Regions from separate parts of the Ovis aries genome. Here all the other regions are linked to region 2. A link is a contact called in public Hi-C data. All regions are on one chromosome and are shown on one strand. Each heading gives the region's core, a stretch centred on a gene start, on an enhancer-like site or on the middle of the called end of the contact. The rest is flanking DNA. Distances are from core to core; before and after follow the strand shown.

What was found. Hi-C and Micro-C count contacts between places; a contact is called where the count stands out from the background.
Region 1: a Hi-C map of blood shows a contact between it and region 2, with 2.2 times the contacts expected there. The contact joins the enhancer-like site here to the promoter of RHOB in region 2. A contact is called at or near these places in 4 of 16 Hi-C or Micro-C datasets (blood and hypothalamus).
Region 3: a contact with region 2 is called in a Hi-C map of hypothalamus, with 6 times the contacts expected there. The contact joins the enhancer-like site here to the promoter of RHOB in region 2. A contact is called at or near these places in 13 of 16 Hi-C or Micro-C datasets (blood, hypothalamus, liver and 6 more).

The regions. Positions count from the first base shown.
Region 1 is chr3:28,464,097-28,467,495 of ARS-UI_Ramb_v3.0, forward strand. No RefSeq gene overlaps it. Among named protein-coding and RNA genes, the nearest start is that of HS1BP3, 56 kb to the right of the region's middle. Within about 2 kb of position 1,910, at least 6 of the 54 cell types and tissues checked have an H3K27ac peak or open chromatin away from gene starts, as enhancers often do.
Region 2 is chr3:28,325,176-28,328,605 of ARS-UI_Ramb_v3.0, forward strand. RHOB (ras homolog family member B) reads left to right here and starts at 2,045. Exons shown (of 1, transcript NM_001127673.3): 1 at 2,045-3,430. The coding sequence starts at 2,088. The coding sequence ends at 2,678. LOC114114138 (a long non-coding RNA gene) reads right to left here and starts at 1,516. Exons shown (of 3, transcript XR_003588978.3): 1 at 1,461-1,516.
Region 3 is chr3:28,491,771-28,495,157 of ARS-UI_Ramb_v3.0, forward strand. The region is part of intron 4 of HS1BP3 (HCLS1 binding protein 3); the gene reads right to left. Among named protein-coding and RNA genes, the nearest start is that of HS1BP3, 28 kb to the right of the region's middle. Within about 2 kb of position 1,356, at least 12 of the 54 cell types and tissues checked have an H3K27ac peak or open chromatin away from gene starts, as enhancers often do. A contact at or near this core is called in hypothalamus, where this site is marked.

The DNA of each region.
Region 1 (3,399 bases), core at 660-3,159, 140 kb after region 2:
GCTGCAGTCCACAGGGTTGCAAGTGACTAACACAGACACACACACACACACATACACACGCTTCACTCTTCTCCCTCAACTAAACTTGGAACCTTTGAGCCTCAGGTCTAAAGGGGTCCTCCTCAAGCTGAGCCCAAAGGCACCAATGTCAAGAGAAAAAATGACTTCAAGAACAGGCAGGTGCATCAGCCGGACTGCTTCTCACTAATTAGTAATAATAACGCTTTCAGCTTAGATTAAGGGAAAATGAGGCGCTGTGTGTCAAGCTGCTGGCCTGTAACCATGCAGCGTGTCCATGCTCATGTGACCATGGGACAGCACACACCTTCCCCTCTCTGATCAAAGCCTGCAGCAGGAAGAGCCACCCCACCCCCAGGACCTACCTACTGCTCTATGAGAGGCTCGGTGAGCAGTCTTCTCCTCTCTGGCCCTTGAGAACTCTGCCAAAGCACTTCCTTGACCCCAGCAAACAAGGTTCCGTGCATTTTCCAATCCGAAGGGAGAGCTGGTGGGCACCTCTGGCAGCACTGAGACCTGAAAACTGCTCCAGGGGTCCAGGTGGACCACTAGGTCTTCTCCCAGGAAGGCTCATTCTCATCAAGGCCCTTGCAGTCCAAGCACCTGGGGCTTGATGAGGCCCTTGGGAGCAGCCTGGGCGTGTTTTTCCGATCCTGAGGCCCTCAGCCTCATTCCACGAGGGGAGGGAATCCACGGATTTGCTCAGGCCATCTCACCTACCTCCGAAAGTTGGTGAACTGCCTTGTAATAAGTTCGCCACATCTGCCTGCCCCAGACAACATAGGGCTGCAGGAAAGAAAAAGGAAAGTTGGAGGAGGAGAGAGAGCCTTTGATGAACTATGCCAGTCAGCGCCCAGGGCTTCCAGGCCTCGAGGATTTGGGCCTCTCATTTCCTCAGAGGACTCTGGGGGCAGGGCCTCCCCTTCAACACGTGCCCCCAGCTTCTTCCCTCCATTTTGCACGTCTGCTGAACCACAAGCCCCTTCCACCACCAAATGTTCACTGAGCCTCAGCTGGAGCCCAAGGCACCTGGAGGCTGTGGAGAAGCTCACTAAAAGTAGGGCATGGTCTGGGGAGACAGAGCTGGTCTCCGAGACTGCTGAGTGTCTTCTGGACTAAAGAACTTTCTCACCGTGGCTCTTTTTTAAAAAAACAAAAATCTATTTTTATATTTATATGTTATAAAAACAGTAAAATTGAACAGAAAATGCGGAGTCCCATGTTTTGAGGTCCATCTGCATCATTATATTATATCTACTAGTAGTCTCTTCCCCATTGCTGAGTAGTGTTGTACCGTAGGGGGCTTCCAGGGCGGTGCTATCGGTAAAGAACTCCTGTGCCAGTGCAAGAGATAAAAGAGACTTGGGTTCGATCCCTGGGTCAGGAAGATCCCTTGGAGGAGGGCATGGCAACCCACTCCAGTATTCTTGCCTGGAGAATCCCATGGACAGAGGAGCCTGGCAGACTACAGTCCATAGGGTCACAAAGAGTTGGGCACAACTAAAGCGACTTAGCAGGCACACACACACATTACACTGTATGGATGTACCTGCTAAGTCTATGTATTGCCTTGTGATGGATATTTGGGTTGTTTCTGTTGGTTGTGGGTGGGGTTGTTTTGAGTAACTGCTGCCATGGACATCTATGTGTAAGCCTTTGCGGGTGTGGCTTTTCAAAGGGGTTGCTGAACACCCTCTGCCCAACGGTTGCCCTGAGTGAACCAGGGATGATGAGGAAGTTGGCAGCGTAGGCTCCAGGCAAAAAGAGGAAGGGGTGTCAGTGCTGAGGCCCCTCACGCCCTCCTCACAGTCCAATCAGGCCACAGGGCTGCCAGAAAACTCTCCTTGACCTTCCCTTTCTAGTCCTGCTCTGAACAATAGGTCAGGGGCCGGGAGAGGAAAGTGTGGTGTTTATTTCCTTGTCTCCGTGGTGACGGGAGGGCTGCACCAGGTCTGGAGTGTGGGGGTTGTAGGGATGAGCTCCTGGGGTTATTAGGACTCTGCATCGGAATGACATCTTCTAGCAGCTCACTTCCAGCATGTTCAATCTACTGTGCTTCCTTGGCCTTCCAAGGCCTATCCGGATCTAGGCTCCTGCTTACCTCCCAGAGCCTCCAGACACCAGGCACCTCAGCACCAGGGCCCCTTAGTGGGTCTCTGATGACATCACTGACTCAACGGACATGAGTTTGAGCAAACTCCAGGAGAGAGTAAAGAACACGGAAGCCTGGCGTGCTGTAATTCACAGTGCCGCAAAGAATCGGACACGACTTAGCAACTGAACAACAACAAATAGTTTTGCGTTCTCTCATGATCCCTACCCTGTGAGACAGCAGGAGGAGACTGTCTCAGCCCTCTAGGCAGATGGGCAGATAGTGGTTCAGAGAAGCTGAGAGGTTGCCATAGATTGACCCAGCCTCTCCTCTCTCTTACACCCATCCTAGTACAGAAGCCCCCGACGGCGTCCCTTTCTACCCAAATGTCTGGCTCTCATTCCAAATTCCTTATAGCACAAAAAACAACCAACAACTCGATGTAATTTTGACTATCAGTTCACATAAAATGTGTACTGATCAAAGCGAAAAGTGAAGTTGCTCAGTCGTGTCCAACTCTTTGCAACCCCATGGACTGTAGCCTACCAGGTTCCTCCATCCATGGGATTTTCCAGGCAAGAATACTGGAGTGGGTTGCCATTTCCTTCTCTAAGAGACCTTCCTGACCCAGGGATTGAACCTGGGTCTCCCACATTGTAGGCAGACACTTTACCGTCTGAGCCACTGATCAAAGAAGTGCACAAATATTAACTTTCTCCCTAAAACTACCCTAATGAAGCAGGTACAATTATTATCCCCATTTTACAGGTGAAGAAACTGAGGCACAGAAAGAGTAACTAACTGACCCAGTACCACACAGCGAGGTGGCTGGAGAACCAGAAGCTGGCCCACACTTTCAGCCACTGCCCTCTGCTGCCCATGGATTTTTTTTTTCTTGTTTGTTTCATTTTCCAGTCATTAATTTTCTTAACGGTGTTACTGACATAGAAATTACTGGTATAATTTAAAATTCACTCCCTTAGAGTGTACAATTATAGGATTTCAATTAATTTAGAAAATTGTGTAACTATTACAACAAACCAATTTTAAACATTTCCCAATCCCCTCCCCAGCCCCCAAAAAGATCCTTTGTGTCCATTGGTCACTGTTTCAACCCCTAGTCAACGGCAACTACTAATCTTCTTTCTGTTTCTATAGATTTGTCATCTGGGAATTTCTCATGCGATATATGGTCTTTTGAGCATGACTTCTTTGCCTCGGGGTAATGTTACTGAGGCTGATCCGAGTTGTAGCGCGTCGTCATTCCTTTTTGTTGCTGAGTAATATTC
Region 2 (3,430 bases), core at 795-3,294:
ACTCCGGCATTGTGCCAGCGCTTCAAGATGCTAAGATAAGGAAGAATTCGGGCCTTCCAACGGCTTCCAGTCAGAGGGGGAGTCAGAAGTAGGAGGCAATAACCTCATCGTGATCAAACACTGAAGGCAGGAGGAGAAGGGGATGACAGAAGATGAGATGGTTGGATGGCCTCACCAATTAGATGGACATGAATCTGAGCAGGCTGTAGGAGTTGGTGATGCACAGGGAAGCCTGGCAAGCTGCAGCCCATGGGGTCGTAAAGAGTCAGACACGACTGAGCGACTGAATTGAACTGAACCTCATCGTGATGTAGTGAGTCTCTCCTTTCTGAAACGCCAAGAAGCATCCCACTCCCCCCAGAATGGAAATGGCCCAACCTGTGTAGTTGGTTCCTCCACAACTGGTCTCCATCCTGAGTTTCAACTCTTTCTCTCCCAACCAAGGGAAGCCACACTAAGCTATTCTCTTTTGTTAGAATTTGTCCTACTCTTTCCCCACATCTCTGTTTTTGCTCAAGCTGTTCCTCCTTCCTGGGAGGTCCTCCCTCCCTTCCTCCTTCCATCCGCCTCCCCACCTCTTCTATCCATTAAGATGCTTTGACTTAGGCCCCTCTAGATCAGACATAAGTGTCATCTCCTGCAGAATACAAGGAGTAGATGAAACAAGTCCTGGTGGGTTGCCAGAGACTAGGTTTCTAGCACACTCCCCACCCTCAAACACACACACTAATTTGTCCTGTTCTAGCCTGCAAGTTTCTCAGCCCACCCATCCGGGCTTCAGCCTATTCTTGCCTAATGGGGTGTGGGGTGGTTGGATTTTATTGCACTACTTACTTCAGATAAACCAGGATCCAAATTAATCCTGCAAGCCAGGACTGAGGCTGCCCTTTTCTGTCTGGTTACTTCCTGAGTGTACCTGAAGTTCTGCAATCAGCCTCGACCTTCCCTTTTCACTGACCCTCTTTCCCTGAACCTTCACCTGGAGACCTTAGGCTGGGTGCCCGAGAAAGCGGTAAAGAGACTGGCTTGTTAAAGCCGGAAACCGGAACCAGGCCCACCCATAAGGCACCCTCTAGCAGATCCAAACACGGCCCAGGGAAAGAACCCTCGTGGAAGCATGGTGGCAGGCTCGACAAGGGGAGGGGCTGCTTCTAAAAGAAAAAAGAAAAAGAAAAAACAACAACAACAAACCACAACCTTGATTGGAAATAAGCCTGTGTGCGTGTGTGTCTGCGTGTCTGTGCATTTAAAAACAAAACCACGTTAAAGGAGCCGCTCCCTACCCTACAGGTCCGACCACCCGCTGGGAGTTTGCGAAGCAAGCAGGGCAATACGAGTGGGAGAGACTCATTCACGCGCCCACAAAGTGCCTCCTGTCTCGGAACCGCTCGCCCAGGCCCCGCGGGCTGCTCCGGGCAGCCGTCTTCAGCCCTTCGGTCCCGCGCGCAGAAAGAGCGAACCTTGACGCAGCCAGAGACCCGCAGCTCCCGCCGCGGCGGCAAACTCCCCAGTCGCCGCCTCTCCCAGCCCCGCGGCCTGGGCAGTCAATCAAGCCCGCCCGGCCCCTCCCGTGGGCTGCAGGGGACGGCCAATCAAAGCCAAGCTCCGCAGCGATGAGCTCAGTCGGCTTGCTTCCCATTGGACGGCTATATTAAGAAAGTCGCCGAACTCTTTAAATAGCGGGCGCTAGGGCCGCAGCCTGCATCTGCCGCCGCAGTCGGGCTGAGTTCGTGTTCTCTCTTGTGTTTTCGCCTAGGCCTAGGGAGATCCAGGAGGGAGCTAGGCCGCATCCGCTTGCTCTGGCCACCGTTTGCTCACAAAGGCGCCGACCCGAGACCAGGGGCGAGGAGAGCGGCCGCCGCTCGGGAGCAGCGCGGAGACGCACCGTGCGCCCTATGCCCCCGAGTCCCCCACCGCCCCCGCCGCGGCAGTCCGAGCACTACGAGGGAACGCGCGCCATCCCGGGACCTGGGTGCAGCTAGCGACCCTTGTCCCCAGCGCGCAGCCCGAGGTGAGCAGTGAGCGGCGAGCGGGACGGCAGCGAGGCGTTCGCGGGGCCCCTCCTGCTGCCCGGGCCCGGCCCGCTTATGGCGGCCATCCGCAAGAAGCTGGTGGTGGTGGGCGACGGCGCGTGCGGCAAGACGTGCCTGCTGATTGTGTTCAGTAAGGACGAGTTCCCCGAGGTGTACGTGCCCACAGTCTTCGAGAACTATGTGGCCGACATCGAGGTGGACGGCAAGCAGGTGGAGCTGGCGCTGTGGGACACGGCGGGGCAGGAGGACTACGACCGCCTGCGGCCGCTCTCCTACCCGGACACCGACGTGATCCTCATGTGCTTTTCGGTGGACAGCCCGGATTCGCTGGAGAACATCCCCGAGAAGTGGGTGCCCGAGGTGAAGCACTTCTGCCCCAACGTGCCCATCATCCTCGTGGCCAACAAGAAAGACCTGCGCAGCGATGAGCACGTCCGCACAGAGCTGGCCCGCATGAAGCAGGAACCGGTGCGCACGGATGACGGCCGCGCTATGGCCGTGCGCATCCAAGCCTACGACTACCTCGAGTGCTCGGCCAAGACCAAGGAGGGCGTCCGAGAGGTCTTCGAGACGGCCACGCGCGCCGCGCTGCAGAAGCGCTACGGCTCCCAGAACGGCTGCATCAACTGCTGCAAGGTGCTATGAGGGCCGCGCCCGACCCGCCTGCCCCTGCCAGCGCGGCTCCCCATCCCGGGCCCGTCCCCCACGAGCCCGGAGAAGGGGAGAACCTTGCCCCCCCCAAAGACCCCCACCGGACTGCCTGGCGTCTGCTTTCAGCCCCGGCAGCCGTGGCCTGGAGACTCAGGCTCTGGCACCCGAGAATCGGCCGCGTGGTAGGCACCCGGCGCCCCCTTTCCAAGTGTCTGTGCGTCCGGCTGTGTGGCACAGGCTTGGCCACCCCACTGAGTGCCAAGGGTCCCCTGAACACCATTTTCTGAAGAGCGAAGCCTCTTCAGGGTGTGTGGCTGTGTGTATGTTCGACTCCCCGCTGCCGAGTTTTCACCCCACGCCAGCCCCTGCTCCCCGGACATGAGCTTGGCGCCGGGATGCGGCCGCGCCCCATCGGATGTGCGTCTGTAACCAGTGAGCGCCTGCTATGCCCTGTCTGTAACATAGACCTCGGGACCTGCGGGAGGGGAGGGCTGGGGAGGATGGGGTGTTATATAAATATAGATATAATTTTATTTTCGGAGGTAGGATGGTGTTATTTAATGGTGGTGGTGGGTGGAGTGACAGGGCGCTAGAACAGCTCCAGCCGGGTCTGAGTGAGGCGTCATCCCAGCACGAACAAGACTTGGCCATGTTTCCTACCCCTGGGGAAGACATTTGCAGCTGACTTGGGGCCTGAGAGGACACAGCTTCCAGACTCCTGTCTCCTGCCAGCCAGCCCCCCCACC
Region 3 (3,387 bases), core at 106-2,605, 170 kb after region 2:
GACTCCCTGGGCCGATCCCACCCATGACAAGGAGACCTGACAAGCTGCAATTCATGGGGTGGCAAAGAGTCGGACACGACTGAGTGACTGAACTGAACTGAACTGAAAATGAATTCTTTTCATAGAAAATTCTGAAAACCTTTTATATGTTAGTAGGAATGTGCCAACTAAAAATGCTTGTGTGGAAAGGCAAGAGTGGCAGAGAAACAAACACTTCATGGCAAATAGATGGGGAAACAGTGGAAACAGTGGTTGACTTTATTTTTGGGGGGTCCAAAATCAGGGCGATTGCAGCCATGAAATTAAAAGATGCTTGCTCCTTGGAAGGAAAGTTATGACCAACCTAGACAACCTAAAAAACAGAGACATTACTTTGCCAACAAAGGTCTGTCTAGTCAAGGCTATGTTTTTTCCCAGTAGTCATGTATGGATGTGAGAGTTGGACTATAAAGAAAGCTGAGCACCGAAGAATTGATGCTTTTGAACTGTGATGTTGGAGAAGACTCTTGAGAGTCCCTTGGACTGCAAGGAGGTCCAATCAGTCCATCCTAAAGGAGATCAGTCCTGGGTGTTCATTAGAGGGACTGATGCTGAAGCTGAAACTCCAATACTTTGGCCACCTGATACGGAGAGCTGATTCATTTGAAAAGACCCTGATGCTGGGAAAGATTGAGGGCCGGAAGAGAAGGGGACGACAGAGGATGAGATGGCTGGATGGCATCACCAACTCGATGGACATGAGTTTGGGTAAACTCCGGGAGTTGGTGATGGACAGGGAGGCCTGGCGTGCTGCGGTTCATGGGGTTGCAAAGAGTCGGACATGACTGAGCGACTGAACTGAACTGAACCAGAAGCATATACCTTCATGACAAAAGGGCTTTTAAATGTGCTTTTAATTTTTCTACGCTAATTGTATATTATTTGAGTTACAGTTAAAAATGTTCCTAGCAGAGTATTTCCAGCCAAAGGCAGAACTATTATGGGAGAACTTCACCTTTCTTAGAACTGTGAAATCTCTAAAACAGAAAGTTAAATATGAAAACTGTGTTCCACGTGGAAAGCGACGGTGAGGACATTAAGTGAAAAAGCAGAGTATAAAAGGCATGTGTGCTATGTTTGCAGTTATGCGGATCAGCCTGGGACAGGGATGCAAAAAAAAAAATCTGCAAACAGCACAGTGGCTGGGTGGTGAGGGTTTTTTTTTTCCTATCTTGAGGCACTTTCTAATGGTCTAGTAATGCCTCTTTCCCTAATCAAAACCAGGTTTAACAGACAAAGGAAAACCAGGCTTTGTGCCACGGCGCGCACCCTCCCAGCAGCCCTGCAGTGGAGCAACAGCGCCCCACGGTGGCCATGGCAGGAAGGGCCGACACCTGGAAACGGAGAGCCAGAGCCTGGCCCAGATGGGCGCTCAGGGTGGGGTGGCTGGGAAAGCAGAGATGCTGCATCCACAGAGGAACTGAGAGCACAGGATGGAGAAATGAGCACGCAGAGCACATCACTCCTGCAAAGATCAGAGTGTTCCTCACCGCAGGGTGGGGTGGGCCGCACTGCACCAAGAGGGTTAACAGGCCCACCTGGGGGTCCCAGGAGAGGCCTGACTTCAAGGCAGGGCTCTGCCACACCTAAGGCTCTGGCCAAGCGCCCTCTCAGCTCTGTCCTCTATGTTCCCATCTGTGAAAGGGGGGTATAATCCCAGGGCTCTGCTGGAAGACTGGATCGAGGGCCAAGACAGGGAGGTGGCATCAAGTCCTAACTCTGCCATTTGGGGCTGAATGAATGTGAATGAATCACCAGACCCCAAACATCAGGCTCTTCATACACAGAATGGGCCTGATGCCAGGGCCAGCTTCCTAGGGCACCATTTCCCAAGCCAGATCCACAACGGATCCGGAAAGCAATGTGGTGAGTCATGACCTTTAAAAAAAAATAGAAAATATCTATCCATGTGAAGGCTAATCAATTCCTGGCATTTAATACATTCTCCAAAAAAAAGCTAGTTGTTATTATTCCCAATGGAGGCAATAGCACTGACTATTATCACATTGCTTAAGAAAAGACTGACAGAAGGTCAAAAGACTCCGGGATTTCTTTCAGGTGCTCAGCTCTCCTTGGATTCAGGAAGGAGGCCCATGAGTGCAGAGCTGGGGATGGCACTGGGGGGCCGAAGTGGGGGTGACAGTCAGTACCTTGCCCGACAATCTGCTACTGAAGTAAAAGCAGGAAATTAAAGGCAGCCCTTGCCAACCCCAAAGAGCATTTTCCTACCCCAAAACGGAGCAGTTTTACTAAGCACATCCTTCAGCCAAAGGCTGGCACAAACCACGCAAGCCGATCTCAGTCTGAGGGCGAGCAATATGCAGTTACTCAGAACAACAGACAGGATGAGTTCAAACAAATACAGCCCAACACGGCCCTCGGGCTGCCCAAGGCTGATAATGAACTTCTCCCAATATGATCTCACTGTCGTTCCCTCAGGGACACTGACCTCCTCCCAGGTCAAGGCCAGCATGAGGGGCTGGGAGGAGCCTGACTCCTGGGCACCAAGGAGCTGCAGGGCCTCCGGCTCTTGTCTCCCATCTCCCTGAGCACCTGGGATCTTTCTCAAGTCTGGCTCCTTGGCCCCGCTAGGCTGGCCTCACAGTGACCCTGTGACCACATGTCCCCATGCACCCACCCTCACTGTCACACAGGAGAGGAAGCCCTGCCAGCAGTGGGCAGAGCTCTCTGGGCCGCACTTTTCATGCTGTTCAAGTTGAACTTGCCTCTGCCTCATCTCTCTTCGGCTCTAATTTCTTTCTGGAACAGGACTTGCCAGACGGGCAGAGACAACGTCACCCTGGGTCTGCAGTCCAACTCTGCGGAGGCGGAGAGGCAGAAAGACGGGGCCGTGACATCTAAGCCACTTACCCTACACGAGAGCCCCAAGAGACCGGTTGCCATCACTACCCTGTGCTTCCGCTGCAGAAAACTGGCGGAGAGGGATAAACTGCCAGGACTCCAGCCCAGGCAGTTGGCTCCGAGGTCTCGGACAGGATTCCGAGCTCCATTTGCATCCCAGCACCACTGTTCCCCAGTCCCCTGACCGCGGGCAAGGCATCCGGCCCCTGCAGACGCCAGTCTCTTTAACGTGTCAAGCGACGTGACAATGCCTGCTTGCGGGGCGAGCTGTCAGTGAGATCCGGGAGACAAAGGGCGTGGTACACCACCTGGTGCACAGTAGGTGCTCAAAACCAACAGTTCCCACCTTGCTTCTTGCTCATTTCAGCCAAGAAGTGAGGGTGCTGGGGGAGGTGGTGATGGTGCTGAGTCTGTCTGGCTCCCCTGTCTCCTTCTGGTTGGGAGGTCCTGCCCACCGCCTCAGCCGGTGCCCGCTGGAGGGGCCTG